2 separate regions of the Sus scrofa genome follow, and region 1 is linked to region 2. A link is a contact called in public Hi-C data. All regions are on one chromosome and are shown on one strand. Each heading gives the region's core, a stretch centred on a gene start, on an enhancer-like site or on the middle of the called end of the contact. The rest is flanking DNA. Distances are from core to core; before and after follow the strand shown.

Region 1 (5,634 bases), core at 2,723-5,222, 130 kb after region 2:
TCATCACTGAATTGACTTGGAAAATATTTTTTAAATTAGTTGACCATATATGTTTAGATCTATTTTTGGACTCTCTTCTGTCCCATTAATTTGTTTTTTTTCTATCTTAATGCCAGTAGAACATTGATTTGATTATTGTGGCCTTACCGTACATCTTAAAATCAGGTATGGTGAGCCACTATTTTTCTTTTTTAAGGTTGCTTTCGTCCTTTGAATTTCCATCTAAATTCTAGGTCTTTTGAGCTTCCATCTAAATTTAAAAATAAATGTTTCAGCTTCCTTCTAGGATTTCAATTGGGATTGTGTTAAATTTGTTGATCAATTTGAGGAGAATAGGTATTTTAACAATATTGAGTTTTTCAATTCATGAACATAGTATATCTCTGTATTCATTAATTTCTATATAATTCTTTTGGTTTGTTTCTCCTGCTATTATTGATATGCAGCACTGTATATAGCATAATGATTTGACTTACACACAAGAATTAATTACCAAAATAAGATTAGTGAACATTCATCGTCTCATATAAATATGAAAGAAAAAGGGAAAAAAATTCTTTTGAAATTAATTTGGTATAATATTATAAGTAATATTTTAGATTTTTTTCTAATCAATTGCTAGCATATAGAAATATATATTGACTTTGTATCCTCTAATTTTGCTAAATTCAAATCATTAATTCTAGTAGCTTTTTTGTACATTCCTTGGTATTTTTTTATGCAACTAACCATCTTTTGTGAATAATGGAAGTTATATTTCTTCCTTTCCCATTTCTATGAATTGGACTTATTATTCTTGCCTTATTTCCCTAGCTTGTACAGGGTTGAATAGAAGTGGTAAAAATGGGCATCTTAATTTTGTTCTTGATATTGGTGGAAGAAAGCAGGTTTTATAATAGATGTCCTTTGTCAGAATGAGGAAATTTCTGGCCATACTTTGTTTGCTGAGAGCCTTTATCATGAATGACTGTTTAATTTTGTCAAATGTTTTTTCTGCATCTATCAATATTATCATGATTTTCTGTTGTATTAATATGGTAAAGTACATTGATTTTAAAATGTTGGGAGTTCCCGTTGTGGCTCAGTGGTAATGAGCCAGATAAGTATCCATGAGGATGTGGGTTCGATCCCTGGCACTGCTCAGTGGGTTAAGGATCCGGCATTGCTATCACTGGTGTAGGCCAGCAGCTGCAGCTCTGATTCGACCCTTATCCTCGGAACTTCCATATGCTGTGACCCTAAAAAGAAAAAGAAAAAAAATTTAACCTTGCGTTCCTGGGTTAAATCCACTTGGTCATAGTGGTTCTTTTTTTATGGGTTGTTGTATTTGACTTGTAATATTTTTAATTTTTATGCCTATATTCAGGATTAATCTGAAATGTTCTTGTAATGTTGTTTTTCAATCAGGGTTTTTGCTAACAGGGTAATGCTTTATATTTATAGGCTTTATAGGACCTTTAAAAAATATGCTTGAGATACTTACAGGTTTGTAATTGTGAAGTTGTGTTTGCTTTAAAACACTCATATATTTATCTTCCTTTCCTGTGACCAAAATTACTTAGGTATTTTGATAGACTTAATATGCAATTAAGTTTTTACTTGAGAGAAGGAATTGAAATCCTGTCTCCTCTGTTTAGAAGACAGTGGGACATTTAATTTGAATATCTTCTGAACTGAGAGACAGTGCAGTTGACCCTTGAACAAGGAGGTGGGGACGACGAGTGGGCAGGAGTGGTTGGGGTGCCAATCCTCCGCAAAGTTGAAAATCCAAGTATAATTTATAGTTAACCTTCCACACACACAGTTACCCTGTATCTGTGGTTTCACATCAACAAAACCTTGGATTCAGCAAACCTTGGATCAGATGGTAGTGCAGCATTTACAGTACAATATCACATGTAAGCAGACCTTCAAACCCAAGTTAGACAGCATTTAATAGTGGAGGCTCTTCAGTAAGGAGAATTGCGCTCCTAACAGTTCCCTCAGTTCCTGCCTCTCTGACTGGACAATTCACTACATCTGTCTCAGTTTTAATTTCCTCTTATATGAAGTTGATGCCTTCTAGGGTTGATATTAAATGAGAAAATAATAAAGTTCTGAGCACTGTGCCTGGCATAAGTACTGAATTTAAAATAGTATTGTTATTTGGAATTTGTAGGAAAAGGGCATATTTCAAGAAAATGAATTAGTCTTCTTTTTTAGAATCACATTCCAGTGTAAATTAAAATAAAAATGTTTCAGAAGTTTCTGTGCAAATTTACATGTGTTCTAATTGTTATCTTCACATATCTTTTTTTTTTTTTTTTTTTTTTTTTTGTCTTTTGTCTTTTGTTGTTGTTGTTGTTGCTATTTCTTGGGCCGCTCCCGCGGCATATGGAAGTTCCCAGGCTAGGGGTCGAATCGGAGCTGGAGCCACCAGCCTACGCCAGAGCCACAGCAACGCGGGATCCGAGCCGCATCTGCAACCTACACCACAGCTCACGGCAACGCCGGATCGTTAACCCACTGAGCAAGGGCAGGGACCGAACCCGCAACTTCATGGTTCCTAGTCGGATTCGTTAACCACTGCGCCACGACGGGAACTCCCACATATCTTGACATTTAAAAAATTATTCCCTTTCTTTCTTATAAAGCTTTAACACTTGAATTATCCATGCTTTATGTTTTCTTTGCACCGTAGTTAAGGAGCATACTTGATATTTATTGGAGATTAATTAGTGTATTGCATTTATATACAGTGTATGCATCATAACAATGTGTAAAAAATGAGCACTATTTTTAAGGTTCACTTGAAAACCACAAAACCGTTTATTTAACTGAGTATACTGGAAATTATTTCCTGCTTCTGTGCTCATCTTACTGGCCTTGACGTGCTTTGAAAATTAGTGAGGAAAGTACATGCTTATTTTTAAAAGTGTATTTTTACTTTGGTGTGCTTTTTTTTTTTCTGGGTCTCCAAACCCCTACTCCCCTCTTCAATGAGTGGAGGTTGTGGTGGAAGCAAATTCCTGTGTTTCATGGCATTTAAAATATTAGTAATGGGAATGCATTAACTGAAGTTTTTCACCATGTCATGTAGATATTTATGGTTAAGTGAAGTGTCAAGAAGAGAACTGTTGTCATTTTTCTAAAAATAATTTAAATACCACAGATTAGCCATGTCTACTTTTTTGAAAAAGTATTTAAAATAATTTTTAATGTAATAATAATATTCTAAGAAAGACACCCTTTTCAGTTTAGTTCATCCAGTGTATGATTGCAAATTTGCATATGAAATATTGTGCTGGAGGTAAGGAGACGTAGTTAAGAATATATGGCCCTTGTCTTTACAAGATGAACATTTTATTGGTGAAGCAGACCCCACATAGGAACTTGTAACAAGTTATTCAATGATAAATGCTTCATTGAATCTGTAAATGAAATGTTATGGGAATATAGATAGGGAGAAGTGTTTGCTTAAGGAAATAGGGGAAAAACTTGAAGAGTTTGATATTTGAACTAGTATATAGAATTTGAAAAGTTTCACACATAGTATTCCAACAGAGTGAAGAGACATCACCAGCTAAGCTGAGAACTGCAGTATCTTTGGGCCTCTGTAGATGATTTGGCTGCTGTCTTGATCTGTATTGGGTTAATAGCAAGAGATGATGGTGAAAGCTAATGGGCTCAGGTTAAGAAACAGCTTGAATCCTTGATAAAGAGTTTGGACAATACTTCAGACCAAAGGAAGGTATAAATTTCAGATCTCATTTGTACAGTTGTATATAGCATTATATACATATAGGGAAAAGTGTTCTTTCTCATTGATTTTTGTTAAGATGTCAGCTATGAGAATATACATAATGTAAATATTTACTTTAAGAAGTGCATTATTAGTTAAGGATTTTTGTTGGTGGGGGCAGTACAAGTAACAGAAACTAGTTCTGGCTGGCCTAAGGAAAAAGGAATTTATTGGCTACCAGAGGATCCCATGGAATCCAAAACAGTATTGTGCAATAAAGTTTCAGGAACCACAGGAGACTGGGAAGCTCTGAGGACTGCAGCAGGGGTCAGTGGAACTTCTCTCAACTACAGTCATCTCCTTCCTGAACTCCTCAGTCCTGTGACTATTGAGAATTCTAAATTCCCGGGAGAAAGTGTTAATTGGCTGAGCTTTAGCAGCTGTGCTTGTCCCTGGGGACAGGTGGCAGATCTCTAACAACTAGAAGTATTGGGGGTGGCAGACAGGCAGTGCCTGCAAGGTAGGCTTATCATATGTATATATATGATAGGCTAGTGAAAATCCTAATAAGATATAGTTCCAGATTATTTATTTAATCTCTTACTAACCTAAAGCAATGTTTATTCTCTACTATACTGGTGTGCTTTTTTAGTTAACAACCTCAATCCTAGATTTGCTGATAGTAAAGGTGTAAGAGTGTTTTTCATGTTTTTAGAAGGTTTTTTTCTGATTCTCTGTTTTCATTAACCAGCTTGCTGAAAACTAGTTATCCAATTACTAGTTTTTGTAAGCTGGTAGTAGAGCTTTTTAAAATTATTTGGTTGGAAATATAATAGTTGATAAATCCAATAAATGAATATCAAAATTAATATTCAATAAGTACATATGATACCAAGCAGCTTTCTGAGCACGTTCTGTGTATTATTGAGCTCTAAGAACCCTGTGGTAAAGGAACTGTTCAGAGTACTTTACATGTGCCTGCATGTATTTATGTGTGACTAATTGTATCTTAATAACCCATGAAGTTAGTAATGTTATTCCCATTTTACAGATCAGGAAATGTATAGGGAATGTCAGTAACTCTCTAAAATGACATAGCTAATAAGTGTTGTAATCTATCCCAGAGTATCCTCATACTCTTTTTCCTTGAAATATCCCTGTTTCTCTGCCCTCACCTTGTCTCCAGTGAGAAATCAAAGTTTGCTTCTCAGCCTTCCCAGAGCATTTTATGTCTGCTTTCATTTTGGTACCTGTAGAATACTTTGTTGTAGTTATTCTTAAAGCAAATCTTCCTTACTAGGTTATTAACTTTTTGAAGACAAGGAGCATCCCTAATTATCTTTCTATTTTTAGCACATAATAAATATTTGTTAAAATGAATTTAATGTCCCATTCAAGTTTAGTCTCTAAGTTAGCCAGACATTTTATGAATAAATATGATTTTGTTCATTCTTACTATTATGAATATTCCTTTGTCTAATAATCCCAACTCTTTTCTACTCTTGACCTTGTAAATTCCAAACCTTATGCCGAAAAGTATTTGTATGAAATCTCTTCCCTGGGACTTTTCTAAGCTGTGCTGTCCAGTAGAACTTTATATAATGATGGGTCTGTTTTGCATCTGTGCTGTCTACTACTTGTTAAAGAGTCACATGTGGCAGTTGAACATGTGTGCCTAATAGGACTAAGGAACTGAATTTTCAGCTCAAAATTTAAATGGCTGTGTGTGGTTGGTGACCTTATTAGACTATTGCAGCCCCAGAGAGCAAGAGGAGGAGCCCAGAATCCAGCAGTGCCTTCCCACCTCCTCTCCTTCTCCCTGCCACCTAGATAAAGGCCTTACCTGGGGAGGACAGTAGCATTGTAAAAGGTCTGTTTGACTCAAAGTGAATTAGTTCCCAAATATTTTCACA
Region 2 (5,228 bases), core at 2,166-4,665:
GATGGAGCAACAGCAAATGCAGAGGGGCTCTCTGACCTCCCCTTTTCCTCCTGAAGCAGGACATAAGATTTCCCGTGTGAAAGGTGTCCTCTCCGTACCAGGAAGAGGGGAACATCTTATCACCGGAGACCGGGTGCTGACTCCAAAATGGGCCTGCACAAACAAAGCTGCTAAAATGACCCTTATCTTCCAGTAGTTTCCCTCCTAGATTTCCTAGTCACAATTTACTGCCCCATGAAGCTTAAACCCCTTTTCCTTTGCCTTGTCATTCCTTCACAATTGATCATTCTTTGTTAAAAAGATATATAAGCTCTTGGACCTAACTACTTCTTTGGGTCTCCCTTTTTCCTATGAAGGCTTCTGTGTATGTGTAAAACTATTAAATAAAGTTTGTATGTTTTTCTTCTGTTAATCTCTCTTTTGCTAATTCATTTCACAGGCCCCAGCTGCAGAAATGAAGAGGATAAAGGAAAGTTCTTTTTCAGCCATTACACCTGATACATAGTAAATGGTCAATAAATGGGATTTGTTCCTGTTGGTGTTATTCATAAAAGTATCCCTTGCCTCCTCTCTTTTCTATATGAAAGGAAGGAAAAGCATGGAGAAAGGGGGCAAAACCTAAGACCATTCAATGATTCATAGATCTGCTAAGCATGAAAGCTTCTCTAGGAAATTAAAAACATTTTAAAAAATCTAAATATGTGAGCCATTAAGATATTGTTCTAGTGGAAATGAAATACTCCACACATTCATACTGCAGTGGAGGCAGATCTGATGGTGGCGCTCTGCCTTATGGATGGCCTTTATCACCACAGGTCCTCCCTGAGAGGGAAACTACACCAGGTCTCCATGGACTATGACTCAGATCAGACTGACTCGAGCCTTAGCATGTGTCCCATGTTGTGTTAATTTGGCTGCCTCTTTGCATCCTGTGGAAAAGTCCACTAAGAAGACAACATATTCAAGCACATGCTTCAAACTGTCTTCTCTCAGCCCAACTGGAATGTCTTCCTGATTTATCAAATGGGCTTCTTTTCGGTCTTTGAAACTGAATTAACAGAATAAGCAAGCAACATATAAGTAAGTGACATTGAAAATGAATAGCAGCAAACCAAATTATTGATATACAATGCAGATAGTTTTCTAATGTTAGTTCACTCTCTGTTAGTTGGGTCAGACAGGCTGGTTCTGCTTCTATTTCACAAAAGAGGAGGGAGAGCAGTTACCAAAAATCAAAGACGCAATGGTTAACAAGATTATTTCTCAGCATCAAATGTACATTGGCTATTAGCAGGTTTAATACATCTATAAGATAGAAATGATCATTAATAACCATTATTATTACTGTTACCAAAATAAACATTACACCTAGAACATCACATACATATCAAAACATGTGACAGATGCTATCCAAAAAGAAAATTTAACTACAACATCAACCTTTTAATGCCACTCTGAAGATGAATGAATAATCCTGGTTATCTCTGCCCCTCTCCACTACTCCATAGAAACCTGAGCACATTTACCCAGTGGATGAGCAGAGCAGGCAGTTGTGTTTGTCTCCTCACCAAGTACAGAGATGAACCCTATGATTCTCACCTGAGACCAGTGAAACAGGAACTCAGGGCTAGTGTGACAGGCAACTAAGAATCTGGCTAGTTTATGACAGGATGGGAGTGTCCTAGAAATTCACCAACTGGGAGAAGGCACAGGCAAGAAGGAACTCTGAGAGGATGGGGAGATCAGCTATGAAATACTCAGGAACAGTCTTTGGGATTGGGGCTGTACTGATTCAGAATTTCTGAAGAGTTTAAACGTCATATGAGGTTGGGGAATGGACAAAAAATAAGTTTGGGGATGAAGGCAAGATCTTTATAAGACCTACTTTTTTTTTGCTGAAAAAAAAAAAAGCAAAAATAAAGCCCCCCCCCAAAAAAGCCAGAACCAACAGATAACCAATTCTTTCAACTTCAAAGAGTTAAAAAGAAATTTCAAAGGCACGTGCTCACTTGTCAACATAATTATAAGGCAGCGAGTCTCCCAAGGTTGCATCTAATTAGTACTTTAGCTACTTAATGAATATTTATGGTTTTCACAAAGAATATTGTTTTTATTCAATTATGTATGGCTTATCTGCTTTTACGGCTTAACATGCAATAGATATAGTTTAAAAAATCCAAGATATAAGTAACATTTATTGATAGCCTAAACTGCTTTAGCCAAATGTGTAATATTTATTACATGTTAGATGTTATCATGAATGCAGCAAGACTTTCATTAAGATGGTGAGAGACAGTGTTTACAGGAAAGCAATTTCAACCGAATCTCTAAAATCAAACAATCAAAAACTGATTACAAAGTCTTCTAAGGATTTTCAGCAAACAATTAATTATGGCATTTAAATGTTTCAGTAACACTCTGGGGTAAGAATTATCATCCTTATTTTCCAAATGAAGAAATAAGCATTAGAAAAAATTAAATGGGAGTTCCCAGTACAGCCGGTTAGGAATCTGGCATTGCTGCAGTTGTGGTGTAGGTCGTAGCTGCAGCTTGGAAGCAATCCCTGGTCCAGGAACTTCCATATGCCATAGTTGTAGCCAAAAGGAAAAAGAAAAGCAAGAAAAAAACTAAATGACTTACCTCCCATCCCAAAGCTAGAAATCTCAGTTCTAGCTAATTCTAATGCTCTAGCTCTTCACAATGCTCTCTATTGGACGAGCCACTGGTATAGAGATGAAAATATGAAACAAATACTGGACCTTTTCTCCAGAGGGAGACTGGATATTTTAATTATCTAGTACCGTATGTACTAGATGACCATCTTTCTGCTTGTATAATTAACCACCATCAGAAGCAAGCTCACCTGAAAGAGAGGAATGAAAATCCAGCCTACGTATCTTCAAAGGTATGCATTTCGTTAGCCCCTGGTGCTGTCCTTTTGCTCCTAAACCATCTGCCTGTTTGTGGTTTAGATAACTTTTACAGAATGGCTCCCTCTTTTATTCATTGTTTTCACTCAACTCTGTGTGTGTGCGTGCACTTTAACTCCAAATGATTAGGGGTGAGGATGGACGTTTTGCTTTATGTTTTGACTTAGTTTACAGTCAAAACATAATCATTGATCAGGTACATGGAAATGCTGTATTCATATTTACTAACTTTCCACATCAGGGGACCCAAGAAGTTAGAATAAGCCCTAAGAGACTAACACTTTACTGAAATTAGAGGTTAATCTGAATTATTTGTGGAAGTCTTTCATCTCCTGGCTATGACTTTCTAACTTTGCCAACAGGGATTAATTGAAGTTATATATTGAAGACTTGTTACATAACTTTCTCAGAAAAATACAGCGGAGAATGGGCAAGTCCAGGCCCATCGGTACCAAGAGTACACATTTTGTAACTAAAGTCTGATGAGGAAATAGGACAAAGTGCGTTTGAATCCAGCCTCAGCCCCAAATCTGAAATGAGTTGAATAGTCACTAACATTTTAATCATTTTAATTTTTTTCCTTTCCTCCTTCTCCCTTCCTTCCTTCTCTTTCTCTTTGACACTCTTTACATATTAATGCATTTAATCCTAATGATAGCCCTAGTACAAGTATTGTGTCTATTTTACAGATGCCGCTTAATGTCTTTTTACCTCCAGCCAAGCACATTTCAGTTGAATCCCTTGGACTCAGATTTCAGAACCATATCCAGTCCATGGGCAAAGTCTTAGAGTGCCTTAGCAGCAGTTCAGATGAGGAAAATAAACCAGCAGCCCTGAGGTTTCAGTGGGTTCTTCAGATCAAGAGATCCATTTCATCAAAAGGCCGGCCTGGGGAACATGTGAGATGTATCTGGTTATCTTCTAAGAATTAGAAAGGAAATTTTAAATCTGAGGAAGAAAACACAAAAGGGCCCAAAGAGCTGTTGCTGGAACCAAAGTCCCGAGCCAGAGGTTTGGCTAAACTGATTGCATCTGAGAGCCCTCCATCTCCTGTTACCTTGGTTTCGGCTGTCCCATGCAGCTGTGGCAGCAGTTGGACCATGACGTAAGGTCCTATAAGAAGGGACAGAGACTGCTCCATGTCTCAACCCTGTCCCTTCCATATTCCTACTAGTGGCAAAACTGGGGAGTCTCCATTATTTGCATCATGTTTCTGCCAGAATGGCTAGTACCTTAAATGCCTCTCTCTTCACCCAGAAACAATGCCATGGATTCCATTCTGGGGCTTGCTGGTCTCTTGAGGCTCTTGCCATAACCCTCTGTTTCTTGCTACTTGACTGGTTCGGACGCCTTCAGTTTCCTCTGGGCCCTTGTTTTCATGTCCTTGCTTAGAGCATTCTGATGGACACCGTAGTACTCTGCCAGCTTTGGTTTGGATTCTGCATCTCCTCAGAACTATCTTAAAACATCTCCTGTCTCACTTGGGTCGGATCATCTCTACAAGCCAAGTAAGGCTCCCCACCCTACCTCCAGGTTCTGCCATCTTCTTGTTTGCCGTGAATCAAAGTCTCCTTCATGATTCTGATTTCACCTGGTCCACACCCTCAATGAAAATTTCCTTCTTTCTTGATCCAAGTCCTTAGCTGATTTACTTCTATTTAGAGTTTCACGAAATAATTGTTTAATAGGTATCTTCACTGATGCCTGGATGAGAATTTCAGCCATGGTAGAGGGCTATGGAGGAGATGTTCTGGAGTCACCGGGGAATCTCAAGCCACATCATAGGAGCCAACTGCTTGACCTATTGATTCAACCATTTAAAATTGAGCATTTATGACATGCTGAGTGCAGGCATGGAGCATACCACACAGACCAGGCTCTGTCCTTATGAGGTTTCCATTCTAGTAGAAAGAGACAATAAGCAAAAACAAATAAATCATTTCGGAGTAATAAATGCTGTCTTGCTCCATTTAGGCAGCTGTAACAAAATATCATAGACTGGGTAGCTTATAAATAGCAGAAATTTATTATTTATTTACCTATTTATTTTATTTTTAGGGCTGCCCCTGCGGCATATGGAGGTTCCCAGGCTAGGGGTCTAATTGTAGCTGTAGCTGCTGGCCATGGCCACAGCCACAGTAACACCAGAATCCAAGGCTCATCTGCAACCTACACCACAGCTCACAGCAACACCAGCCTTAACCCACTGGGCGAGGCCAGGGATTGAACCTGCATTCTCAAGGTTGAAAGTCAGATTTGTTTTCCATTCAGTTATGCAGGAACTCCAAATAGCAGAGA

What was found. Hi-C and Micro-C count contacts between places; a contact is called where the count stands out from the background.
Region 1: a contact with region 2 is called in a Hi-C map of liver, with 1.9 times the contacts expected there. The contact joins two enhancer-like sites. A contact is called at or near these places in 4 of 47 Hi-C or Micro-C datasets (liver and skeletal muscle).

Annotation. Positions count from the first base shown.
Region 1 is chr18:23,740,234-23,745,867 of Sscrofa11.1, forward strand. All of the region lies in intron 1 of WASL (neural Wiskott-Aldrich syndrome protein), which reads left to right. Among named protein-coding and RNA genes, the nearest start is that of WASL, 21 kb to the left of the region's middle. Within about 2 kb of position 3,973, at least 14 of the 83 cell types and tissues checked have an H3K27ac peak or open chromatin away from gene starts, as enhancers often do. A contact at or near this core is called in liver, where this site is marked.
Region 2 is chr18:23,609,591-23,614,818 of Sscrofa11.1, forward strand. LOC106506801 (a long non-coding RNA gene) reads left to right here. Exons shown (of 6, transcript XR_002340281.1): 6 at 1-1,937. Among named protein-coding and RNA genes, the nearest start is that of SPAM1, 13 kb to the left of the region's middle. Within about 2 kb of position 3,416, at least 1 of the 83 cell types and tissues checked has an H3K27ac peak or open chromatin away from gene starts, as enhancers often do. A contact at or near this core is called in liver, where this site is marked.